Regions from separate parts of the Arachis hypogaea genome. Here region 2 is linked to region 1. Evidence: chromatin contacts called from public Hi-C data. All regions are on one chromosome and are shown on one strand. The core of a region is the stretch at or near the end of the contact, and the rest is flanking DNA. Distances in the headings are between cores, read along the strand shown. Region 1 overlaps LOC112720826 (NADH dehydrogenase [ubiquinone] 1 beta subcomplex subunit 8, mitochondrial). Region 2 has its middle 5.6 kb from the start of LOC140176355.

Region 1 (2,700 bases), core at 91-2,590:
CAAGTTATGACCACTTGAGTGTGAAAAGGTCAAGGCTAAGAACTTGTACGCCGGGTTGGTGGACATGTATGTCGGGCGTATGTGTTTTGGACTCCAATTTTCTTCTTTTTGGGTATGTTTTGTTCTTTAGGGCACGGTTTTGCTACCCTTAAACTATATCACGGTTTTGATATTTCGGCCTACTTATGATTATTCAAACTTAATATACGCCTCAATGATTGACACTTGTGATTGAGTTTGATAATAGATTGAAAACATATCTTGCATGATTGCTTCTTCAATGACATAGATTATATGAAATTGAATAAACTTACCAAATACTAATATAGGATGTCTAAATAAAATACATGGCTCTTCGATATTTGAGGATTTATCCATTTATAAATTACACGTTTTCGTTCCCCAAATGATATCATGGAAGAAACAACAAAATCAGACGAATTCTCATATACGAATTTTATCCTCTCATATATTTATAATAAAATTTGACTATTATTCTTAACATAAATCTATCATCTATTTTTCTTTTTCTCACTAAACACCTCTCATCTACTAAGAAGCTCTTTTTACTGAGCTCTTAGTGAAACAATTGGAAATGAAGAAGAGAAAGAAGAAAAAGAAGGGGAAAGGTGCTGGATTTCTAAATTAAGGACACTTAAATTGAATCCTACGATTTTCGGATTTAAAAATGTTTCACAATACAAGTTTTACCCTCCGATATCAGTTTTTCAAATTAAAAAAATAAATAAATATCTACAAAATATAGACACTGATACGGACATGGGACACGACATGACATGTGATACATTGACACACGAATTATAAAATTGTATAAGACACACGGACACGCATATATATAAAATATAAAGTATTTTTTAGATAAATCGTAATGATATTTTGATATTTTATTGATATTAAAACATAAATTAATTTTTAATTATTTTTAATATCTTATTTAAATATATAAAATATTTTTTGTTTTAATAAATAATAATATATACTATTTTTAAATTTATTTAAAAAATAAATGTTAAAATAAGACTAGACACACTGATACATGATGGTGGTTTAAGTATGTCCAAGCATATTTAAAGAAAAAAATTTTATTTTTTATTAATACACGATGACAGGATTGGACAAAGTAGATACGTGTATAGACAAGTGTGAACAGCTGTCAACACGTTTGTAATCCATAATGAAAAAAACTAGTCACAGAAAGTAAAAGGTTATTCCACGTCCCCAGAATTGAGAAATGATCATAGCATTCTACACCCATATATACAGGAGAAATGATCATAGCATTCTACACCCATATATACAGCCTTCGGTGGATTTAAGCTGTATTATTCAGTCCAACTTGAGGTTTATAACTTGATTACTCAATTTATTAATGCCTCTTGTCACCTAAATAGCATATAAATTGGATTCACACCGCTCCGAGATTTCCAATCAGTTGGATAATCACGCTTGGGTTATGCGATTGTGTTGTTTTGAGGTTTCAATAAAGACGGTTTAGATTTTAAATTCAAGGCACGAGGTTCAATTTTTCAGTCTCGTAATATAAAAATTGCTACTAGTATTGTGGAACAGATTTTAAAAGTTTAAGAGCAAAGTAGCGCACTATGAACAACTTGAGGTCCTTTTTCCAATCATAAAAGTGGTTTAAAACTTTAAATAGTGTACACTTTTTTTTTTTTGGTTTCCCACGGTATCCCCTGACCCGGCAGGTCAAGGACTAATCCGTCGCGGTACTGAGCTCCATTTAAGGGTTTGCCGCTGGCCAATGGGTTGCTGCATGCACAAGGCGGGATTCGAACCCCCGACACTTGCTTAAGCGGACTAGTGAGCTAACCACTAGACCAACCCAACTTGGTTAAATAGTGTACACTTTTAAATGGGCAAAGGTTCACGAGTTCAAAAGTCTTACCATCTTATAAAGAGGTTCGGTTTCTTAAAGAGCAAAACAATGGCCCACTCCTCAGTCCTCAGAATAGCCACCATAAGCATGAAAATGAATAAATAAATAAAACCATATTCAGTTTTCATTCCTGTAGCTGGTTCCAGCAAGTCTTCCCACATTCCATTATTTTGAAGTTTGAACTACAAGAGAGCACAAGTTAATGAAAAGAACAATTACATGAAAAACAAGTTCCCATTCCACTATTGCCTTGGATCCATCTATGGTTCACCACCAAGTTCCACGCGCAGATTGTCATATGGATATACTTTGGGTGTCTGGTAACAAAAAATAAAACAGAAATACCTCAGCACATGAAATACTAAGTATTTGCAGAAGGTAGCATTGCTACAATAATATCAAAGTTCAATCGGAATGCACAGTTCATGGAAGCCACAATAAGGGTACATACAATAACAAACAACAAATAAACTTTATTCCACTAGGTGGCCGCAATAAGGGTACATAAAAGACAAAAACCTCCATAGTCAGCAGACCTTGATAACTTCCGTGAGAAAACTATGGATAACAATGAATATTGATGCTGCTAGAATAAGGAATGGATTTTGACAGTTTAAGAACAAAGTTCTAAACTATAGAACTATAATCAGCTAATGTGACTTTTGATACACTTTCCGAGGACAACTATTTCATTTTTGGCTCATACTTGCTTACATCACAAAGTTCAGTTCTACAAGTTGTAAGCAGGGCCTTCAAAATGGCAACACTAACTCTTTAAAGAG
Region 2 (2,700 bases), core at 195-2,694, 300 kb before region 1:
ACTAATTAATGGTTACAAATCACAAAATTTACTGATCCCTAACACTCTTATTAGATAGCAACAACATGCCACTTTTTAATTTTATTATGGAGGCTAGAATGGGGTAGGACCCCGTTATGGGGATCAGGTGTGCTTTACCTGCATGTGGTGTCAGCAGGTAAGAAATCGGACGGTGCGAGTGGGGCGAGGCTTATCGGACAGTCCGACTTATTCACTACAACACAGACCATGCGAGTTGTTGAGGGAAAATAAAAAAGAAATTTTCATTCATGCAGAACTCGAAATGTCCGATAAGTTTCATATAAATTTCAGATATTTCCTTCATACAAAACGGACCCTCCGATTTGCTTACAAAAAATTTTCAACAATGAAATCGAAGGGTCCAATTTCTTAACACCAAATTTGAACAAAAATTGTCCCACAAATTGGTCTACTACCTCTAACATCTATAATTATGCACAACACATTCACAGCTTCCATAACAAAAAAATCAACCACAACATGCAATGTGTCTTTTGTAACAATATCACAATAGTCAAAATAATAGGAAATTTAATTCTTTAAGCAAGTGTATGTATTATATAAGTTTGAAATTCTTATTTAAATTTCAAGAAATTAAATTGAATTAGTTGAATTTTCCATAACAAAAATTGATAAGGCTTACTAAAAAATATACATGTTATTATAAAATTATTTTATTTCAAAAATTTAAACACCACGGGAATAACGTTATTTGCACTAATTTTTTTTTTTACAATTCTTTTGTACACTTTTAGCTTTTTAATATTCAAAATGATCGATAAAAAGTAAAAGAAGATAAAATATTTTTTTATACCATAAAAAGAGAATATATAAAAAAGGTTATGTACAAAAAAAATGCAAATATTATTTTTAAATTTACACTGATAACTAAAGATACATAAATAATTTTATATATAATTCATCTCTTCAAACAATAATCTCTTTTCAACTTAAAATGTGATTATACATAAATATTTTTTTATTTCTCATATACTAAATTTTTTCTTATTCTAAGAATCAAAGCCTAAATCGTTTTATTAAAAACATGTATATATTATAAAATCACTTGACGAAAAGAGATTAAACCGACAAGTAGAATCATGGATTATATATCTAACGCTACCATAAGTTTGTCCCTCGTAATAATAACAATCCATCCACTACCGAGGAAGCTATAGGGATATAGTAGTAACTAGTTCATTATGTTATTGTGGATTAATCATTTTTATCATTGGACTAAATTTTAATTAGTATAAAAAAAAGTAGTACTTTGAAGAAAAAGAAAATCACATAATTCTTATATCAGATAAAATTCCAATTATATTTGATATAAAAAATTAGTGGGGCACAGAGAGATGGAGAGAAAGAGATAGGGAATATAAATGGAAGTTTTGGAATCATGTGCTGTGGTTTTGTGATTTCGAGAGAGTACTGAGTCTCCGTGACCGTGAGCTGGCTGCAGGAGGTCAGTCCGTGACCTAGCTAGTTCAGTTCGAGTCATGATTTTTAAAATTGGACTGGACCGACCGATCGATCTAATCGAAAATTGACAATGTCAACGGTCCGGACACTCGAACGTTCCCACTGCGTGCTTTTCATTTTCATTGCATCCATCCCTATCTAGTATCCTGTTTCTATTATCTTTTATATATTCATTGGGAAAGTTTTCACATATGTCATTGTACTTTATGAAACGTTTCAAGTATTCCATCGTACTTTCTTGAAAATTGGATATACGTTTAGATAATATTGTGTCCATTTATTATGTAGCGAAGAATTGAAGGACAACAATAATCCTTAGCAAAGGTTTAAAAAGATGATATTGGATAGTTTTAGAAATGGGGTAGCACAGTGTGACGAAAGTCAGCTATATTACTATGATCGTAGTGATTTCGCTTGTGTTGTATGAAGTATGTTCTTTTGGTCAAAATTAATAGAAAAAAAATGATGAATTTAACAATTAGAAATGGACTATATTTAATTAGGTGAATTCTATCCAATTTTCTCTAAAATAACGTATAAATTATTCTTTATCATGTGTCACGTTTTAATTGGTTATTATATTAACCATAGTTGGATTATTTTGTAATTTATTATTTGAGATGGGTAATGATATAATTTCTTAAAATATCAACACCTCACTCCCGTTAATTGAAACATCTTTCCACTCCTCCATTCTTTCTCCGTCACGTAGCTTCAGTACTTCCAAGCATCGTAGTCGCCGTGGTGACAAGAAGAACGACGTCGTCGTCATCTACTGCCCTCTCACGCAATCTCTCTTTCTTTATCCCTTAACGACGTCGTTGAATTCCCATCGTCAATAACTTTGCCGTCCTATTCAATATAGCCAGCGCCGAAATCATCGCTATCTCCTATCCTCTCACTCAATGCCGTGGATCACTCTTTACTAACATAAGTAATGTTTAGTTTGGTTATTAAAAGTATAATAAAATAAATCTATTCAGAGTACTTAAAAGTGTAATTAAAATAAAGAACATGTTGGAATAAATTATTTTATTAATCCAGATCATCCATATTGAGTCACCAAAAATATATCATAATGTGGAAGCGTACCTTTACTAATAGAAATTAGAAATTAGATGGAAGGATTGTCTCAATCTTGTGGTTCCTTCGATCTTCCTCAACTAAAGCCTTCTGTATTCCTAGGCGACTGGATTG

The links. A called contact is a pair of places that touch in the nucleus more often than the background predicts.
Region 2: a contact with region 1 is called in a Hi-C map of leaf, with 2.5 times the contacts expected there. The contact joins two enhancer-like sites. A contact is called at or near these places in 2 of 8 Hi-C or Micro-C datasets (leaf and an unstated tissue).

Annotation. Positions count from the first base shown.
Region 1 is chr11:48,609,706-48,612,405 of arahy.Tifrunner.gnm2.J5K5, reverse strand. LOC112720826 (NADH dehydrogenase [ubiquinone] 1 beta subcomplex subunit 8, mitochondrial) reads right to left here. Exons shown (of 4, transcript XM_025771922.3): 4 at 2,021-2,235. The coding sequence ends at 2,179. Among protein-coding and RNA genes, the nearest start is that of LOC112720826, 6.0 kb to the right of the region's middle. Within about 2 kb of position 1,340, at least 2 of the 3 cell types and tissues checked have open chromatin away from gene starts, as enhancers often do.
Region 2 is chr11:48,911,870-48,914,569 of arahy.Tifrunner.gnm2.J5K5, reverse strand. No RefSeq gene overlaps it. Among protein-coding and RNA genes, the nearest start is that of LOC140176355, 5.6 kb to the right of the region's middle. Within about 2 kb of position 1,444, at least 2 of the 3 cell types and tissues checked have open chromatin away from gene starts, as enhancers often do.